Linked DNA regions of Mus musculus: all the other regions are linked to region 1. The links are chromatin contacts, called in public ChIA-PET and HiCAR-type maps. All regions are on one chromosome and are shown on one strand. Each heading gives the region's core, a stretch centred on a gene start, on an enhancer-like site or on the middle of the called end of the contact. The rest is flanking DNA. Distances are from core to core; before and after follow the strand shown. Region 1 holds the start of Mir155hg (Mir155 host gene (non-protein coding)). Region 2 has its middle 58 kb from the start of 4930529L06Rik. Region 3 has its middle 33 kb from the start of 4930529L06Rik.

Region 1 (4,291 bases), core at 1,140-3,639:
TCTGGTGGGAAATCCAGATGATTTGTAAATGCAATGATATGCAATTGATTTTAGTAATCCACATAGGATTCAACTATGAATTCTATCTCTATTAGTATGTTTTTCAAGTTAATAGATGATAGAGATAGATAGATAGATAGATAGATAGATAGATAGATAGATAGATAGATAGATACATAGATAGATACATAGATAGATAGATACATAGATACATAGATACATAGATACATAGATACATAGATACATAGATAGATACATAGATACATAGATAGATACATAGATACAGATAGATAGATAGATAGATAGATAGATAGATAGATAGATAGATAGACAGACACATAGACACATAGATACATAGATTGTTAGATGATAAATTAGATAAACTCATCTGAATTAAACCATTTTAATTGTCCAAAATATGACCTTCTTTTCACCTAGTGGCTTTAAAACTAGAATTTGTGTTACTCTATCAATACACAATCATGCTTTTCCAAAGAAGTGGATATTCATTCACTTCAGAACCTCAAAGGAACAGTTTCCAAAAATTTGTATATGTCAAAGTGAATAGCTAGGGCTGTCCCACATGGTATTGGTGAAAAATACAACCACTGGCTTCCTATAAAGAAAATATTTCATCATGCAGTTTCTTTGATAACTCTCGAATGGTTGGTGCTAAGAATAAGCCAGACAAAAAAATAAGCACATAGATATATACACATGTATATACATATATATATAATTGTAGGAGGATCTAATTCATGATTTTCTTGCTTGTTTGCTTGTACGTATGTTTGTTTGAAATACAGTCTCTCCCTATATAAACCAGAGTAGCCTGGAACTCCCAGAAACCTTACTGCCTCTGCTTTTTGAGTGCTAAGATTAAGGGTGTGTGCCACCACACTTGGCCTACAACTCATGATTTTAACATAAAGTGAGACCCTCATAAAACAAATGGAGTCATTTGAGAGAAAAGGTGGGAATGAATGCAGATGTCTTTGATAACTCAATCAGAAACTTAAAACTGGTTACAGTGGCAAAGTTTGTTTGTATGTATGTATATGTGTGTGTATGTATGTATGTATGTATGTATGTATGTATGTATGTATGTATGTATATGTGTGTATGTATGTATGTATGTATGTATGTATGTATGTAGATATATGTGTGTATATGTATATGATGAAAGTTGAAGATGAGTATGAATATGATGCCCTTTCTTACAGCTCCAAAAGTTCATCTACCCTACTCTGTATGTGTGTGTCTGTGTGTGTGTGTTATATGTGTGAGATACATGTGTGTGTGTGTGTTACCACAAAAAAATTACTAAAAATAAAAAGATCCAGTATAGGACATATTCTTCTCTGAGTACCTTAGCTGATAACATTTTCCCTGGCAAATCAGCAAGACTAGACAGATTGTGACATTCTATGCCTCCCTTATACCTCAAAATATTATCCTGAAGAAAAGTCTAATTATATTCTCCTGGAATGTCCTTAGGTTTAGGCTATACCACAGAGAAATGGTGATATGCCACATAGTGAATGGGACCTGGACTTACGATTTGTCTGAACTAAATATAGTGCTTAAGGTTGGTCGAGATTTTTACCTAAGGTCAAAAGAGTTGATTGCAATAGCAATTCCTAACATTATATTTTATTATTTATTGAGACGGGGTCCAATATAGCCCAAGCTGACCCCAGAGGTGATAAGTAATTGGGAACAGCCCTGAGCTCATGATCCTCCTAAGTCCATCTCTCAAGTCCTGAGATCAAAGGCTGCACCAGTGTCCATGTATGTGGTACTTGGGAATCAAACCTAGGCTTTTCATGTAGATAGATGATAGATAGATAGATAGATAGATAGATAGATAGATAGATAGATAGATAGATAGATAGGTGTGTATGTGTGCACACATGTATGTATATATGTAATATACATATATATGTATATATGGCTATACATATATATGTATATATGGCTATATATATATAGCCAGATGTGGTGGTATATGGCTATAATTCCAGAATTTGGGAGACTGAAGTGTAAGGTCATGAGTTCAAGGCCAGCCTAGGTTATATAGGGCAACCTTGGCTACCTATACTAAATATATTCTTGGTAATACCTTTATTCAGATGGTATCTTTAAAGGATAGAAACAGAACTTATAGATAAGTTATTTACTTAAATTGGAATGGGGTTATGTAGGCACTCATGCACACATGCACAGTTGCATATATTCTCCCTAATGGGTCAATAATATGGCATGAAGTAGAACACTAGAATCTTAATAGATTTACTGAGGACTTACTGAGTTCAATGCACTATGAAGAGAAAAGGTATTATTACAGTCTTTCTTTTGGCTGAAATAAAATCCAAGATTGAAACTGTGTAATTCACAGACTTTCCTCATGAAACCAGCTCATCTGAGAAAACAGCAAAGTTTAAAAAAGAAATACTATCAGTAAGTATGATATATTTCCTTGGTTTGGAAATTTCCAAGCCACGATATTCTGCCCTGTCAAAATATATTCACTGGGGAATTTTTAACTTGATGCATTTCTTTTGAACTTAATCACATTTCTACATCTAGCTGGTTTCATTATTAAAGAAAAGAAAAGGTGGTTCCCCTCTGGTCCTAAAGGGAACCACAGACTTGAGTGATGCTTGAACTTCTAGGTTCGCGTACAGTAACACTGAAACCAGAAACTTGTGGGAGAAATGTCACTTTATCTGAGAGAGTAAAATCCAACTCTAACAGGAAACAGCAAATTCATCTTTTTTCTTTTTCTAAACCACTCTGCTGGAGACAAGTCCCTTGAGTCAGAGCTCTTTAAGGCGCACTTCCTTTACATGGGTCAAACTGAAGCCACCGGTTTGTGAGTCCCCAAAGGAATCACTGGAGGACAACAGGAGCATTTTCAGATACCTTTCAGGGCAGACCTGCCCTGGCTGTACCCCCTATCTTGAAGAAAAAGAAAAACGAATAAGGTGAAAATCGCAACTACTATTTATAGAATCAAAATGGGTTCATCCATTGAGTTTTAACTTTCAAAAATCATAAAGTACCATCCTAAATATCTGAGATTTCTTGAATTGCCTAGTGACCTGTGGGATGTACGTCAGAATATTACCCAGAACTGAAGTTGTGTCCTTTGAACTTCAGCATTGTAGAACTATGAACCGTGGCTGTGTTAAAAATGATACATGTATTCAAATATTTCCACAGAATTTAAAGTTTGATTTTATAATTAGTTTTTAAATTGCAAACCTTACAAAAATTTTCCAAAATTTACTTAGAAGCATTTCAGAGCTCTTTTCTTTCAAAGCTGAAGTCTACCTTGCCTTCAGATTCATAATCGTTCACTCTACTTTATAACTAACTGTGTGCGTACACACAACTATTTCTTTTTCTCTTTGCAGGTGCTGCAAACCAGGAAGGGGAAGTGTGTGGTTTAAGTTGCATATCCCTTATCCTCTGGCTGCTGGAGGCTTGCTGAAGGCTGTATGCTGTTAATGCTAATTGTGATAGGGGTTTTGGCCTCTGACTGACTCCTACCTGTTAGCATTAACAGGACACAAGGCCTGTTACTAGCACTCACATGGAACAAATGGCCACCGTGGGAGGATGACAAGTCCAAGAGTCACCCTGCTGGATGAACGTAGATGTCAGACTCTATCATTTAATGTGCTAGTCATAACCTGGTTACTAGGATAGTCCACTGTAAGTGTTACGATAAATGTCATTTAAAAGATAGATCAGCAGTATCCTAAACAACATCTCAACTTCAAGCCCACATGTTTATTTTTTATCTTGAATGGAAAGTGAAACTTGTATCATTTTTATTTCAAAATTATGTTCATAACCATCTTCAATGATTCAACCAGAATACAAAATGAATGCACTAAAAAGGACATTTCTATATTTCTGTAGTTAAAATTCAGGACGGCCATTCTCGACTGACATCTAGGATTGTCTGGAATACCTCTTGTAAGACTTGGAATTGGCATTTTTTCCACATTACAATGTATTAGTCAACTTTGATTTAAAATTTGTAACTCTTGTGTTTTAGTGTAAGGAAAAATTTAGGGTTAGTGTTAGAGTTTAGGGCTAGGTAAGGAAAAACTGAGTCAACACTGAATGATTTTTTTAAAATCTATGAGCCAGCTGTTGGTAGTTTACTCCTTTAATCCCAGCACTCGGGAGGCAGAGACAGGCAGATGGCTGAGTCGAAGGCCAACCTGGTCTACAGAGTGAGCTCCAGGACAGCCTTAGCTACACAGAAAAATGCCTT
Region 2 (4,291 bases), core at 958-3,457, 91 kb before region 1:
CTGGAATACTGTGACATTTTTTAAGGTTTTCATTGCTTTTGTTAGTTATTTATCATTGGTGGGTGGTTGTGTGGTTGTGTGGTTGTGTGGTTGTGTGGTTGTGTAGGTGAGTGGTTATGTACCAAGGTGCCTATGTGGAAGTCAGAAAGCAACTTTCAGGAGTAAGTTGATCCCGTCATAGGATCCTGGGAAATCAAACTCAGATCTTCAGGCTTAGTGGCATCTCACTGGCCCAGCCCCTCATATTGTTAAATGGTGTTTTGGGTCACACCTGACGAATTTTGGGAGGAATTTATTTTCTACTAAACCTTCTTTTCACGTCTAGAAGGGTAGGCTGAACTCATACAATGATTTAAATCAGAAGGTGCAGTAGGGAACGTGCTTAATGATATAGTCAATAACTGGTCGGGAAGATTTAGAATGTTCTTAACACAAGCAAATGGGACATGTTTAAGGTCAATTACCCTACACTGATCATAACTTTGAATATACCGATTGAACGATCACCATGACCCATATATATGCACAATTATTATCTATCAATTGCCTACTTTCTCAAAATTCAGTTCATACCTATGAGAGCTTGTTTGGAGGTTCTAGATGGAGAGTGTATCTGCTCTTATACCCTTGACAGAAGGTCCTCTTCTTTTCGGGGAAGGTGGCCCCTCTTTAGCTGAGCTCGATGCTTAAGGAGGGTTGCAAATGGAGCCATGAGGGATGAAAAGGATGGCCATCCAGTTAACCAGATCAACCACATCAACTCTGGAGCTGAGTCAGGTAAAATGCCACAGCCACAGGGCCCTCACTTCCCATCTCATGCAAATGAAAGTGACATCTCTGCTTGGATGTTTCTCATCTCTTAAACATCTTCAACCAGAAGAGCTGGTAACATGAAAGAAGATCCAAAGCAGGGTGGAAAGAAAGAAAAATTCTAATCTGGGAAAAAGGAGAGGTGGAGGGGAGAAATTAATGCATTTATAGGAAAAGACATCGTGACATTATTCTTTGGTGGAAAACATTGGGTGATAGACAGCCAGAGACGGTGATTTTCTTCTTAATGGAAAGACTAATTTATAACCAAACAACTTTTTAAATGATGTCAATCTCTACTAAGGCCTTGGCAAAATTTCCACTGAACTAATGCAGTTAAAGAACTAGAAAGGCATTAGCCATAAATCGTATACTTTACAATGCTCACACATCTTTATGATCTTGTCTGCAAATCTCATAAGATTCCTGTTCCTTTGAGCTTCTTGCTTACTAGAATCCTGAAATCTCAGAAGAAAGGTCTTCCCTGTGGGTTTCCACAAAGCATGTCAAGTACAAGGATTCGTTTTTAAGACACTGGTTTTTCATTTATTCTGCAACTGTTTGTTGAGTGTTACCATGTACCAGGAAGACCCTGAGCAGACACCACACTGAGCCAAAGGCAATCTGCAATATGAATGAAGGTTCTCCAACCTAAGAAGTCAGTCTCCCCTACCCCAACTCTCCCCCTCCCCCTCCCCCTCCCCCTTCCCCTCCCCTTCCCTCTCCCCATCCCCCTCCCCCTCTCCCTCTCCCCTTCTACCTCCCTCTCCCTCCCTCTCCCTCTCCCTCTCCCCCTATACCTCCCTCTCCCCCTCTACCTCCCACTCTCCGTCTTCCTCTCCCTCTTCCCCTCTACCTCCCTCTCCCCCTCTACCTCCCACTCTCCCTTTCCCTCTTCTCCTTCCTCTCTCTCTTTCTTTCTCTTGCCCCTCTTGCCCTGTCTCCCTTTCTTCCTCCCCCCTCATTACTCCCTCTCTTCCTCTTCCCCTCCCTCCCTCCCTCTCTTTCTTCCTCAATTGATATCATTAGTGCAATGATCAAGAAAATAAATTCTAGAGTTGAAGTTTAAGCCCTATTTCCAGTAAGAAAAAAATGTGTTTTATACTAATAAAGAATTTATTAATACATTAAAATAAACAAACACTAGAGGATAGCACAAGCCGCCCTGGGGTGTGCAGCGTGACAATCATCCCTCAAGCAGCTCTCAGACAGGGTTTTGATTTTGACACACTGCATCCTCTTTTTCCTTGAGAAATGATTCCTGGGTTGTTGCCAGTCAGCCAGCGCTCCTTGAATATTTCTAAGTTATTCCATCCAACCCACTCTTTCCTCCCTCAGGGCGTCGTTAGCACAGGCACTCAGTTTCAGTTTCACTTTTTCAAACTGATAGTATTGAGAAAAAAAAAAAAACCCTGAAGTGAAAGTGTGAATCATAACACTCAGGAGTTTAGGGCCAGCGACCCATTTATAACTCAGAAAACCATGGGGTATTTCCAGACTGATGTCATTCAAAGAGAGAATGCCAGGACTGCTGAAGAATGAGAGAAATTACCCAGGCTGGTTGGGGATTTAGATAACAAGTGGGATATTCCCAGCTAATTATTTTTATATATATTTTTTTTTAAAAATGTTTTTCACAAGACCAATCTAAGTTTCAAATCCTCATGCTGACACTTATCTCAGAAATTGCCACTGTACTTTGAGTCACTTTTAATTCTCATAACAGAGACCATGTACACTAAGATATTGATTTAGATAGGACAGCAAAAAGCCAAGGCTGGAGACATGCACTTACAAGGCAGCCTTCGGAGGGTCGAGCCAGGATAACAAGCTCTGGGCTAGAATGGGCTACACAGCAAGTTTAAGGCCAGCTTATGCTACTCGGTAAAAACCTTTCTTCAAAATACAATGGCTGAGGTTATAACTCAGTGTCGAACCATTTACTTACCAAGCTAAATCCCCGGGTTTACATCTCTGTACATATAATAAGGATACTACAATATAAAGCTTTTATACTGTCTTTTTTATTTTCTTTGAAGATGTACCTAAATGCTAGCTATCATAAATTTGTAAGAAACTATTTTGCTTATGAATATGGTGTTGCATAGGAATAAACTACCTTTGCTCATTGATTGAGTTTTACTTTATACTCTTTGAAAAAGAAATAGACATCAATTGTCATTTTTTTAACTAAAAATTAATAGGATATTTCTCTTCTCCCCACTACAATGAAGCTCTTTGGAAATTTTCCAGGTTTAAGTAGATGTTAAACCTAGCACACATCATAAAGAAGAAATGTTTTCCAGCGAATATTTTCTTCTTGCTCTCTACATTTGCTAAGGAAATGCTGCTGGCTTCAGCTCTGTCATATTGGCTCTTCAGTTTGCTGGTTGCTTTGGTAATGTTTTCTAAATCCACTTGTGAGTCAAAGCTGCTGCTACCCTCTGCAATGAGTGTACAACTTGGTCTCTTGTGAATCAATGTTCCTGACGTGTTAGAAAGCAGAATTTTTAGTTGGGCAGTGTTGGTGCACACCTGTAGTCCCAGCACTTGGGAGGCAGAGGCAGGCGGATTTCTGAGTTTGAGTCCAGCCTGGTCTACAAAGTGAGTTCCAGGACAGCCAGGGCTACACAAATCCTGTCTCAAAAAAAACAAAAACAAAAACAAAAACAAAAACAAAAACAAAAACAAAAACAAAAACAAAAACAAAAACAAAACAAAACAAAGAAAGGAGGGAGGGAGGGAGGGAGGGAGGGAGGGAGGGAGGGAGGAAGGAAGGAAGGAAGGAAGGAAGGAAGGAAGGAAGGAAGAAAAGCAGAGTTTTCTCCACATACCAATGCTTATTAATATCTCCATTTTCGTCCCTTGGCTTTTGAGGCTTATGCATGGGCCCAATGGTTAAGCCCCAAATACTGTCTCGATACCTGTAATAAAATAACTAATTTATTATTCTGGATCTTTCAGATGACTCTCCCAAACAGATGGGGTTGAGGAACATATTTTAACTTGTATCAGCAAATTAAATTCCCCCCTGTTTCCTAGAGTAATTGGAAGTTCACAGACTTTGTGAAGTAAAATCTGTAAATTTTTAGGTCAGTCAGGGTGGCATGCACTTGTAATCCCAGCCTTTCAGAGGCCAGGCAGGAGGATCACACATTCACTCAAGGATAGCTTTGACCACACAAGATGCTTTCTTTCTCCAACATTTAAAAAAAAAAGAAGAAGAAGAAGAAGAAGGATTAAAAGAAAATGTATGTGTATAAAGTTGAGCAAGAAATAGATGGGAAATCTCTATGTTCTTAATTTTATTATGAAGCTGAAACATTTCTAAAAATAGGGTTCATTATGAAAAAATAAAAGAACAGGCCATTAAGCACAAATTAAATCATGGAATATATTTGATGACATCAGCATTTTAATGTCTACCCATTCAACTCTATAAACAAAGCTGAGAGGCAAGCGAGAAAAAAGGGAGAGGGAA
Region 3 (4,291 bases), core at 683-3,182, 67 kb before region 1:
TTAAGAAGTATAGGGATCTATTTATTTTCTGTATGAGTGCTCTATCTGCATGTACATTTGCATGCCAGAAGAGGGCAGTAAATCCCATTACAGATGGTTGTGAGGCACCATGTGGTTGTTGGGAGTTGAACTCAGGACCTCTGGAAGAGCAGCCAATGCTCTTAACCTCTGAGCTGTAGCAGAGGATGGCCTAGTCGGTCATCAATGGGAGGAGAGGCCCTTGGTCCTGTGAAGGCTCTATGCTCCAGTATAGGGGAATGCCAGGGACAGGAAGCAGGAGTGGGTGGATTGGTGAGCAAGGGGAGGTGGAAGGGAATAGGGGGTTTTCAGAGGGGAAACCAGGAACGGGGATAACACTTGAAATGTAAATAAAGAAAATATCTAGTTTTTTATATATATATATGAAGTATAGGGATCTGGGAGGATAGCTTAATAGGTAAAATTGTTTGCTGTCCAAGCATAAAGACCTGAGTTCAAATACACAGAGCCCATATAAAACTTGGATCCATAAGAAATGCTTATAATTACAATGCTCCTGTGGGAAGATTAGAAACAGAAATGGGAGAATTCCCAAAACCTCATGGGCTGGACAGTCTGGTGTACGTTGCTGGGCAGGGGGCAAAAAGGGAACCTTATCCCCTTTCTCAAACACAGTAGAGGGTAAAGAACAAACACCCAAGGTTATCCTCTGACCATACATATGGGCACCTTGGCCATGTTCATGCCTGCATTCATACATGCATAAATACACATATACATGCATACATACACACATACATACGCAGAGGAGGGGGATAAAGAGAGGAGAGATTTTTCTCCTATTTCATATGGGAAGCAAGCTTTTTCCTTTGGAGCAACAACACCAGAATAACAAGACCATAGCCTCAGAAAACAGTTGTAAAGGTTTAGCCTTATTTTCTCATGCTTATTTTTTTATTGACTTAAACCAACTCCCATCCAGTTCTCTTGTCTTTAATATTTTACATTTTCCTTCAAATAATCACTATCTTTTGATATTTCCAAAATATCCATTTACTTTCATTGATATTATTGCAAAGGTCACTTCAGTATATTATTTCAGACACTGTAATTTAAGGAGAAAGATAATGGATGCTCAAAAAGTTTTTTGTTTGTTTTTTTTTTTTCAAGATGTACAGCCTTCCTCAGAAGCCACTTCTCTGAATAGAAACACTTAGTTTTCAACATCACTTAAATGCATGTTATTATGGCTTGGAAATATTATGTGATTGGCATGTGCAACTTTTAAATGCTGCTGATTAGAAAAATATTCCTTTAAAGCACAAAAATTACACCAATTGTCTGAAGTATAATTTGTGTGGCTATGTTATCTGTTGTCTTCAGGGTAAAAAAATAAAAAAATAAAAAAAACACAATGTTTGCTCCATGTTTTTAATTTACTCTGTTTGATTGGTTTCAAATGAGGAGTCTCCATGCAAACTACAACTAAAGTTTAAAACCATTTAAGCAGAAATTGTTGAATTCAGTGAGGCGAGTTTATTTAACAATCCAAAAAAAAAAACCCTCCTCCTGTCAGTTGGCCGTGTCAACTCATAAATACGCTTTTGATGTAGTCCTCATAGCAGTTGGATTTTGAATAACAACATGGTCCAAGACATACCCTGAGACTCATAAAGCATTTCTGACACCTACGTCCAAAACAGCAGCCTTCAGAAGAAAAGGGAAGAGTGGGGGTTCTAAGAAAAGGGCAGGAATTCTTCCCAACGTTTAGTGGTCGAGCTGAGTTGCTAAATTCTACGTTGCAACAGTCTATGTACTTTGCATGAAAAAAAAATACATCGTTTTATTCACCATACAAAAAGTCCCTTTGAACACACTCTATTTGGGGGTAATTTTCTGACTCAAAGAGTTTGTCTTATTTCCCCAGGGATGCTTTAATCATTTCTCTCTTTTACCCACTGAAGACCTCAAAGAATCCAGTTATGTGTCACAAATGCACATATGCGCCAGATACATTCAGAGCATACCTTTCCTGCTAAAGAGGTAGGAGCAGAAGAATAGAGCTTTTGTAAGCAGAATGAGAGCTTCCCCGCGTATTTGAGGCCAGGTTCTTAAGACAAAGTTTCACAACAACTCCTTAATATTCATTAATGGATCAATGTCTTATGCCAAAGGATTAAGCCTCAGTAATTTTTTTCCCTTCATTTCACAGTTCAGCCAAGGGGCACTTTTTAGAGAAATAGCTGAAATCTAGAAAAACTTAGTGGAAAATATATATTTAAAATAAACCAAGTTCAGATCTCCATAGCTAGTCCAAGCCAGGAAATACCTAGATTAGACACAGTGGTATAAAGCAAGATGTATACATGATTTCTATGTATTCTTGAGTTAGAACTCTAGCTCACAATGTCCTATAGATCACCCAGGATAGGACAACAAACTTCTCCTACTGCATTTGTGTTTATTTTCATTTTTCAATACTGCCTTCTCTAACTCTCCATATTTCAAACAACTAAATTATTGCATCAGAAAAATTGTCAGTTACTTTACTAGTTTAAATGAAAATTTTTGTCAGTGTGCAGTCACAGTTTGGTTTCTGTTCCATAATAAAATGCCTGAGAGTAGGTAATGTATAATGAAAGGAAACTTACTTGGCTCACAGATGTTTAGTGCTTGAGATGAGCTCAGCCTCTATGCATTTCTATAAAATGAGCATGTTAGATTCCGGGTTTCTCTAAATACTAAATTCCTCTTAAATCTTTATTGGCCTTTCTGTCTTCTCAAAGGTGAAAGAAAAAAAAATCAGAGCCCTGATTCAAGATGGCAGACTAGGCCACCCGGCAGGTCTTGTCTGAGATACCGGTGCTGAAAACCAACGCTGGACGCCGAGATCAGGAGTTGTGGGTGCAGCGACTAAAGAAAGAATATCAGTCCCTTATCCGGTATGTGGAGAACAAGAATTCGGACTGTAGTACAACAAGGAAGGGACTCGGTGGTTTGGAAAATGCTAGTACATCCATGACTTCCTCAAATATGAGTTTGACATTGAGTTTGAAATTCCTATTACATATCCTACTACAGCTCCAGAAACTGCAGTCCATGAACTGGTTGGGAAGAGAGCAAAGACGTACTGGGGTAATCCCAGCACTCGGGAGGCAGAGGCAGGCGGATTTCTGAGTTCGAGGCCAGCCTGGTCTACAGAGTGAATTCCAGGACAGCAAGGGCTACACAGAGAAACCCTGTCTCGAAAAATAAACAAACAAAAACAAAACAAAACAAAAGACATGCAAGGGTGGCAAAATATGTCTGATCATTTCAAACCTTTGTGGGCCAGGAATGTGCCCAAGTTTGGACTAGCTCACCTCCTGGCCCCGGGGCTGGGTCTTTGGCTGGCAGTGATTCAGAAAGGTGTGATCCAGCACAAAGAAAAATGCAACCAATGAAGGATGAATCCTCTGAGGTGGGACAGAGGGTCTGTGGCTAGGCTCTATTCCTGTTTTCTCCTTTCTCATGATTCCTTCAAGGGTCACCTCTGGCTGTTACAAAGTAGCTGGAGGAACAAATAACAAAAACCCAACAAAAGGGCAATGTCACAAAGTTTCTACATTAAGCCTGAACAGAGAGGTGAAAGATTTGGGCCTTGAAAGAGGCAATTTGTATCCCTTCTCCAAGTAGAGCCCTAGAGGCATTTTGGAGGCATGGGGTGTAACTGACACCACATAGCCTTTTGGTTTCTGGAGACAGCCTGTGAACAAAAGCTGCTTCCCATGTTAAACACACACACACACACACATACACACACACACACACACACACACACACACACACACACACACACCAGAGTCAAAAGACTGTTTCCATACAGCTGCTCACAACAGCTCCAGTGTGGAGGCAGACTAGAGACTGTCACCTGCTGAGAGGGATAAGGAAATGCAGCATGCATGAATGGTGAGAGACTATTCATCCATACAGAAGAATGAAATCTTATCATCTGCCAAAGGAAGTGGACGAAATTAGGAGATATCAAGCTAGCTAGAATAAACCGGACACAGATAGACATGGATAAAATGTCCTTACCCATATGTGGACATGACAACAGTTAAAAAAAAAAAACAGACAAAAAATAAAACTCATAATGCCTATGAATCACAACATTGAACGGCATGGCGTGCAAGATAGCCCTAACAGTAGGATATGGCTTAAATACGTTGGTAATAACCAATAACTCTCTAGTTGGACCTAAGACCTACATGACAGAGGGAAACCTGAGACGGGAAACCTAGCTAACTACCTAGGGTTAGTTAACCCAGGA

The links. ChIA-PET counts read pairs in DNA pulled down with a chosen protein or histone mark. HiCAR-type assays count read pairs that join an accessible place to other places.
Region 2: an RNA polymerase II ChIA-PET map of effector CD8 T cells shows a contact between it and region 1, with 139 read pairs. The contact joins the enhancer-like site here to the promoter of Mir155hg in region 1. A contact is called at or near these places in 7 of 39 promoter capture datasets (the 3T3-L1 cell line, 3T3-L1-derived adipocytes, the C10 cell line and 2 more), 1 of 15 datasets of contacts at CTCF or cohesin (CD8 T cells), 27 of 484 Hi-C or Micro-C datasets (B cells, CD4 T cells, CD8 T cells and 20 more), 12 of 115 datasets of contacts at active chromatin or transcription factors (CD8 T cells, Th17 cells, Th2 cells and 8 more) and 1 of 9 other capture datasets (bone marrow-derived macrophages).
Region 3: a contact with region 1 is called in a HiCAR-type map of Th17 cells, with 4 times the contacts expected there. The contact joins the enhancer-like site here to the promoter of Mir155hg in region 1. A contact is called at or near these places in 4 of 39 promoter capture datasets (the 3T3-L1 cell line, 3T3-L1-derived adipocytes and the C10 cell line), 1 of 15 datasets of contacts at CTCF or cohesin (CD8 T cells), 7 of 484 Hi-C or Micro-C datasets (B cells, ECoMG myeloid progenitors, Th1 cells and 3 more) and 7 of 115 datasets of contacts at active chromatin or transcription factors (CD8 T cells, Th17 cells, bone marrow-derived dendritic cells and 3 more).

What each region holds. Positions count from the first base shown.
Region 1 is chr16:84,710,634-84,714,924 of GRCm38.p6, forward strand. It overlaps Mir155hg (Mir155 host gene (non-protein coding)), which reads left to right and starts at 2,390. Exons shown (of 2, transcript NR_132106.1): 1 at 2,390-2,460; 2 at 3,420-4,291. Mir155 (microRNA 155) reads left to right here and starts at 3,507; the gene lies at 3,507-3,571.
Region 2 is chr16:84,619,319-84,623,609 of GRCm38.p6, forward strand. No RefSeq gene overlaps it. Among named protein-coding and RNA genes, the nearest start is that of 4930529L06Rik, 58 kb to the right of the region's middle. Within about 2 kb of position 2,208, at least 148 of the 459 cell types and tissues checked have an H3K27ac peak or open chromatin away from gene starts, as enhancers often do. A contact at or near this core is called in B cells, CD8 T cells, CD8 central memory T cells and 18 more, where this site is marked.
Region 3 is chr16:84,644,574-84,648,864 of GRCm38.p6, forward strand. It overlaps the pseudogene Gm2349. Among named protein-coding and RNA genes, the nearest start is that of 4930529L06Rik, 33 kb to the right of the region's middle. Within about 2 kb of position 1,933, at least 13 of the 459 cell types and tissues checked have an H3K27ac peak or open chromatin away from gene starts, as enhancers often do. A contact at or near this core is called in Th17 cells, where this site is marked.